2 separate regions of the Bombyx mori genome follow, and region 2 is linked to region 1. A link is a contact called in public Hi-C data. All regions are on one chromosome and are shown on one strand. The core of a region is the stretch at or near the end of the contact, and the rest is flanking DNA. Distances in the headings are between cores, read along the strand shown.

What was found. Hi-C and Micro-C count contacts between places; a contact is called where the count stands out from the background.
Region 2: a Hi-C map of whole pupa shows a contact between it and region 1, with 4 times the contacts expected there. The contact joins the promoter of LOC101743347 here to the enhancer-like site in region 1. A contact is called at or near these places in 2 of 7 Hi-C or Micro-C datasets (an unstated tissue and whole pupa).

The regions. Positions count from the first base shown.
Region 1 is chr24:716,626-720,517 of ASM3026992v2, reverse strand. LOC101742925 (rho guanine nucleotide exchange factor 11) reads left to right here. Exons shown (of 41, transcript XM_062675585.1): 8 at 1,207-1,821; 9 at 2,674-2,770; 10 at 3,572-3,663. Among protein-coding and RNA genes, the nearest start is that of LOC134201228, 8.4 kb to the right of the region's middle. Within about 2 kb of position 1,612, at least 5 of the 8 cell types and tissues checked have open chromatin away from gene starts, as enhancers often do.
Region 2 is chr24:780,700-784,565 of ASM3026992v2, reverse strand. It overlaps LOC101743347 (zinc finger protein 432), which reads left to right and starts at 2,193. Exons shown (of 3, transcript XM_062675963.1): 1 at 2,193-2,214; 2 at 2,248-2,573; 3 at 2,783-3,866. The coding sequence starts at 2,388.

The sequences.
Region 1 (3,892 bases), core at 363-2,862:
TCTTACAACAACAGTCGTACAGAGCTCGTGCTGTCCATTGACCATTGACTAACACGCTGAGTAACGCGCGCGCCAGCCCCCCGGCTCCTCCCGAGCTAAAGCCAACTAATGGCGATGCGTGGTCCTTGTGGGTGTCGCGTCCGGGTCAGGGTCGGGATTACTAAAGCTTTATGTACCCATATTGAATTATAAATTTAATAATCTATCTATGTATATAAAAATAAATTACTGTTCGTTAGTCTCGCTAAAACTCGAGAACGGCTGGACCGATTTGGCTAATTTTGGTCTTGAATTATTTGTGTTAGTCCAGAGAAGGTTTAAAAGATATATAAATATGAAAATGCTCGGAATGAAATAAAAATAACAATTCTGTTTTCCCTTTGATGTGTCTCACGTCGGACGGATTTCTTTTGTTTGTTTAAAATTTTATTTTATACAAAAGTTTAGGTCTTTTATTTATCGATTAAGGCACTACGAAGTCTGCCGGGTCAGCAAGTACCCAAATAAAAAAAAATGCTTTGTTTTGGTTTATAAAAAAATCACTACCATTTTGTTCTAAACGAAATTTGACATCGATTTGGAGGTTTGAAGGCCAAAACCAGTCAAGTCACCCACGCGCTAGCAAAGATCACGTTTCGTTCGTTACGTCATGTCGTAAAGCGTCTGCTTTCTGTGCATGCTGTTTTATTTGTGACGTCACCGAGGTCAGTGACCGTTGTACAGTCAGCGTAATAAATAACCTCGCATCGACTTTGTGTGTCGAATAGGAGACGTCCGATGTGCGACCCATGTTATGTTGGGTTTGATGCTATAATCATTTATAGTTCTAATTGGTCAAGTGGTGTCACATGCAAGAAGCACTAATTTAAAGTTGTGTTAAAACTGTGTTCAATGGTTTATATTACGTTGAGTTCAGAGATAGGAAGTCTTCATGTCGTATGTCAATCACGAAATTATGGACAAACAAATAAGCCAAACGTCATAGAAACAGATTCAATGTAAAGATGATTGACTTTCGCCCGCCTTACGGTGGTTGTTGTCGTGTCTGTGCTGCTCACGGTACCCGATCGAGGCGTGTGGAGGTTCGGATCAGAACGTAACATTGAAACGGTACGTCGCTTAAAGATTGATTTACCCATAAACCACGATCTCCACACGAAGCTTTCGAGTGACGACGCGATCAGCTTCATAGTACTCCGCTTTTAGCCCGAGCCGACCTCACCCGCGCCGTCCACGCCGCGCCTTAACACTCGCACCCGGAGCAGCCTCGACAAGAGCCCCCTCTCGCACAACACGGGCTTCCTCAGCGGCCTTCCGCGCTCCCTGAGCAACCTCACCGGACAATCCTTGAGGAACCTTCGGCAGGCGCGCCAGAGCAACAAGAACCAGCAAGAGAACCAACCTCCGCTCGTGCGACAGAATTCGGACGATGACACCAAGCGACGTCACGCGCACAACAACACTGTGCCTCTGGTGCCGACCACTTGTCTGGATAACGTGACCCCTCCCCCTCTGCCTCCGCGATCGATCGAGAGACCAAAGAGGAGCCCGTTGAGCCCACCGACCACGCCGGTCAATCCCCTAGCCAAACCTAAGCCGTGCTCTACGAGCTTTGCACAGAAGAACAACACGGGGAGGTATTATCCCGAGAGGCCTCAGTTTCCGATGCACCAGTCCATGCCGGGCTACAAGGACGACCACTCGAGGCAGTTCCGGAGGTCGTCTCACTCTCTGGACGGGGAGCTCGAGGGTCCTCAGCCCAATTCGATCGCGTTGCAGATGAGTTACCCGTTGGTGAATTTACCACCTCCGCCGCTGCAGGTAATTTTGACGGTCGGTTTTTTTAAACGAGTTCTCTTGAATTTTCCACACGATTGAAGATGTATATATTTACATTCTAAATTCATACAAAAAACACTTTATTTTAATTTAATCAAATTGATCATCATTAATTTGTCCAATTTTTTTTTTGTAAACGGTACTTTATAGTGAAATTCAGGATAACTCGTACCATGTAAAATTAGGTGGTGGAGTTAATAATATGGTACAGGTTGTTCTTAATTATTCATCTCTAATTACATTATTATTTTTTTAATTGCAAGAAGCTTTTTTACAATCACAATTTATCAATTAATCTTATTTATTGATTTTTTTTATAAGACGTAACGAAGTTTTAGATTTCGTGTTTAGGCTTTCGTGTTCGTCTATTCAAAATGTTTAGGTATTTGTTTTAACTGTATGTGTGACTAATATTTTGTGTTAAAAAAACCAACAAAAAGAAAAATATTTGCGATGTGAATGCTTTATGCTATAATGCTGTAAGTCTGTGTTATGCACTACACTGTTCAAACCAAAGGAAGTAAATACAGAGAGAAATGAATAGATTGAACAATTTGGTCATTTAAAAATATGTTTCTTTTGTTTGGTTACAAGTGTGGAATTTCTTATTCAGATTCATGTATCAAAATGACAGTTTATAGCTATTGAATGCCATGGTGACTTCTAAAAAGGAATTAAGCAATCATTATATTATGCCGTGTTGACGCAAAGCACGCGTAAATCAATTTTCGGTTATAGCCAATAAGGTTCAGTTTTTACTGAAACCCAGTTTGATGTATATTTCTGAATCAAGAAAGTTCACCAAAAATTAAGCTGTAATTATGTGCTTCAAAGTTTAATTTTATACAGACGGACAACAGGAGTGGCGTGCCGGTGCTGCACACCAGGAGCAGGTCCTCGCCGGAGCAGCTGGATTGCGAGTTGACCAGGTGTAAGTATCTACAGTATGCGCGCGAGTTCATGTCCATCGGGGCCAGAGGCGACGCGCGGGGGGCAGCCCGCCCTGCCTCCGCCCGCCTCCCCGCGTTTGTCTGACTTCTAGTGTTGTCTTTGACAGTTGTGACGCGCGCTTATTGATACCGAAAAGTTACGCTTACGCTATTGTGTTACTTCAAGGTGAATAAACCATGACTACTCCGCTTCCAACAAGTTAACAAGTTCAGGTAGAAAAAAAACTACACTGATTCGGACTCTGATCTTCGGTTGTCTTTTCATCTGATAGTAATTGAATTGGAATTTAAAAAATATTTTTCTCTACTAGAAATAAATAAGTAATTACTTATCACATTTATTTTATAATTTGCAAAATGACCTAGTTACATTAAACCAAATTGACAGCTGTTGGCTAAATCGGTAGTTATTATCGACATTACCATAATTAATTAGGTCACAGCACTACCGCATTCCTCAGAATGGACATGAACTCGCGCGCTTACTGTAACTCGTGATCGTCATGAGACGATACATAGATACCAATTCCGAAATTCGCTAATCCACGGAGTCACTGACCTCAGGGTCTCGAATGACCCTCGGCTGCTGACGCAAGTTGATTTCGCTTTAGCTTGCGTATTCACAAAAGGAAAAGTATCTATTACCCGCTTATAAAACATTCTTTAGTTACATTCTGATGAGCGGTTCCACTTGAACATACAAACTAACGTTAGTAGCTCTATACGGCCGCAATGTATGACGCTCTTACCTCATAACTAATCAGTTGTTTTTATTTATATAGCGAACACGCTGCCCGGCGCCGCCCCCGCGGCCCCCACGCCCACCCCGCCCCCGCCCGGCACGCCGCCGCCCCCCTACCACACCAACACGCAGGTGACGTCACGCGCTATAAGCCGCGACTTTCTTTTTATTTGTTGACCCTACCATCTCTCAGTGTAGGTACATAGACGCCATTTTCGATTCGTTTCTTTATTGGCGCGGCTTATACTGACATTTGTTCACTCAGCCATAACGAGGTGTTCTGCTAACTAAACATTATTAAGTTCAACCCGATGAGTAATTAAAGTTAATTTAAAGGTATTGAATTTGAAATATGCGTAAT
Region 2 (3,866 bases), core at 944-3,443, 63 kb before region 1:
TTTCTCAATCAAGCCTATTATGAAATATAATTCTTGTGGAAGTCCAATAAATAAATGTGGTTTATTTTTCACTTTAGATGAAGTTGTTAACAGATTCATTTTTTCAACTTTTGTAGTCTTCTTGAGAGCTATACTCTGAAGTGCACAAGTCTTTGATGGAGTGGAGATATAGAGAGATAACTCATAGTCAACAGCTGATCCTTCTGTTGCTGGTGCATTTGACTCATCACTGTTCTGATTGTTTACTTGTACTTGCTTCAGATATATTAAGGGGTGATGGGGCAATACACACTTGCCTTGCCTTTGTGTTCCTGTGCTGGAGCTACTTGGATAGCTTTGTCATTACTACACCTATTTTCAAGTGGCTGAACATCTGGAAATACAAAATAATGTTAGCAATTTCTAGGTACCCAACAAACTTATAGTTTGTAAATATATAGGATTATATGTGTACTGTAGTAGTAGTAGTAGTATGTAACTTCCTAGTCATCATCATCAGCCCATATAAATCTCCCCTTGCTGGACACTGGCCTCCACTACCATTGAGAGGGTTTTTAGGCCTTAGTCCACCACGCTGGCCTAGTGCTGGTTGGTGGATTACACACCTAAGAAAATCCTAATAACATTTACCTAAATGTTATTAGGACATTTAGGTAAATGTTATTAGGACCTGTGCAGGTTTCATCACAATGTTTTCCTTTGCTGTTAAAGTAAGTAAGTTATATTACACTGTGATAAATTTTCATTATCACAAACTTCCTAGAACCTTATGTAATAGGAACTGAGGTCCACTTACCCATTCTGGCTACTTCCACTAACTAACAAACTATTCTCCTTTTTTCTGATATTGTTATTTGATTATGAGATCTGTGAGTGTAACTAATTATTGACAGTTACACCTACCTTGACTACAATATGGCAAAGGTATAATAATACGACACATCTCATTTTTAGTCGTCTCTTCAATTTCCTTGATAATAGTGAGTCTTTGCCGTTTCACAAATGCAGGCCGAGGTTCACTATGAGTGAATTTTCGTTTTCTATCTGCCCGACAATCGAATTTGGATGGTAAACAGTTTGGTTTCATTCGAATTCATTTGATGGAGCTCATTATCTTGTATTGCATATAATTCTCCATGTCGTTTTCCAGCTAAAACATGAAATAATTTTCCAACAATTTCAATACATAACCTATAAAAAAAATATTAAAATGTTATTTTACTAATGTTATGAATATAATTTCGACTGTGTAAAAAAGTTATTATAATGTATACCTACATTATCTCTTAAAAGAGAAATAATGAACATATTTACTTATTTGTTTATATTACCTATGTGAACTCTTAACCTATCTTTTTTTTATACCTTTATAACGATAGGTAGGAGTATGGAAAAAATGCATTTGGTCTAACTTTACGCGAATGCACATTATTTCATTTTTTATTTTTATTTTTTTTTAATTAAACTGTATATGTACCAATTAATTGATCCTTCAGGATTTATAATTGTTTTTTTTTTTCACAATTAAAACCGCATAGAAGGTTTAGGCATTATAGTTGACACATGCGCAGTACACATATTTTGCATACTAATACAAATAGTTAATTAAACAAAAAATGAGTTATTTCGAAAGAGAACAAACGTATTTTATATAAGAACAATCGAAAATGAATATGTCCGAGTCATTAAGGACGAAAAAATATTAAAAATTGCAACTGAGGGGCTAACTTGTAGGTATATTTTTAATAATTATTTTTAAATAAATAAATGAGGAACAAACAATTATTGATAATGAACAATCATGAACAAATGATGAACAAACGAATTAATAGAAAATAAGTAGAAAATAGGAAAGAAAAATTTTTTTGAGGGGCTAACTTCATTCACCCTACCTATTTGCAGATCGTACATATTAATAGTGTACTTTAAAAAATAAACACTTAAAGACGTGTCAAGATCGCATCCTTGAAGCTTTTGGGCGGGAACGCAAAACGCGAAGTTATGTTTTGTTTAATTTTATCAATTTGCTGTTTTTTGTACGTTTAAATGTATAGGTAATAATCGTGAATTATTGACCGCTTAACATCTTTAGTATTGACTTCTTAGGTACTTAATACGTGTATTTAAATTTTTGGCTCTATGGGCTAAACTACCTTTGCTAACCAAATGCAAATAAATTAAAAAGCTGTGAAATGTAAAAAAATTAGAATGTAGGTCAATTAAGTGTATAATCTATGAATGATGTAGGTATGTGTATGTATGTTACTTACATACAGTAAATTACGGTACCGTACCGTACATATTATTGGTAAAAATCCTTATTTTACCTACTTATAAAGTTAAAAAATTATATTCAATATTATATTCAAACTTAATACCCGCAAAAAATGGCTAATGCTATGGAGATAATGAAACCGGCTTCTCAGTTTGTTGCTGGTGAGACTGAGCGCATCTGTAGACTGTGTTTCACTTCAACACAAAACGATGGAACTGATTTAAAAGATAGCGCTAAGCTAGATAAGTATTATTGTAACGAAGAACTAACTTTTGAGGAAATGTTTCTAGAACTAGATGTGAGTGTTCCATTTATTTGTGAGAAAACTTTCTGCAGGTTTTTCGCTTTCAATTAACCGTGATCTACTCAATTGTGTATTAGAAAACTGCCCTTATCTAATTGCCATCATCTATCAGAATAAATTAATCATAATGATATTCTTAAAATACTTCAATGATACAATTTCAGAAGAATTACCTTTCACTCACATAGTTCAATCTGTTTTAGGTACCTATAGAAACAGATCTACCGCAAACCCTATGCGTTAACTGTGTTTCAATGACAATAAATTCATATTTATTTAAAAGGTTAATAAAATACTCAGAAAGCATGTGGAAAAATTTCCTGAATAAGCTTGATTTCAGCTTGAATCTGTCTGAGACAACTAGAGCAAATGCACAAACAATATACATCATTATGGGAAAAAACAATACCATACTTAAAAGCAGAAAGAAGCAAGTGACAAACAAGAAAGAAGCATTGACTACAATTAAAGACAATATCAAAAGCAGACAGAAATATGTCAAGGTCAAAAACAAAAATGTCACCTGTGATGATTGCGGGGAGAGGTTCAAAGCAAAATGGATGTTAAAGCGACACATGAAGAACCGTTGTAGCACAAAATGTTCATGTCCTCAATGTCCCAAAGATTTTTCTACATATTCCTTATTAAAAGGACACATTGAAAGAATGCATCATCCAAAACGAATTAAATGCAAAAAATGCCCAAAAATGTTCAGCACTGAGAAATTACTACATAGACATGACAAAATGTACCACTTAGCAGCCATATGCAAACTGTGTTTTGTGCAATTCCCCTCTGGCAAAGATTTAAAAGTCCACTTAGACAAGCATGAAGTGTACAAATGTCCTCGTTGTGATAAATCACTATTGAATAAAAACACTTTGAAGTTTCATCTAAAAATATGTGGTAATGATGACTCAAAGAAATTAAGCTTTTTTTGTGACATATGTAAAAAAGGCTATGCACGTAAAAATGGTTTGCGAACACATTTGAAGACAGAACATGGGTTTGGTAACTCATTATCATGCAAATGGTGCAGTAAAAAGTTTGATGCTGTCAGTAGACTTAGGAATCACACTGTTAAACACACCAAAGAAAGAAATTATCACTGCGAGCATTGTGGGAACAGATTTGTGACACAAGCAGCTTTGGTTTATCATACCAGACTTCATACTGGTGAGAAACCATTTCCATGTGACATGTGCGAAGAAAGCTTTCTTTCAGCCTCTAGAAGAATGGAACATAAGAGAAGAAAACATTTAGGCCCTTCAAAAGAATGTCCCGTTT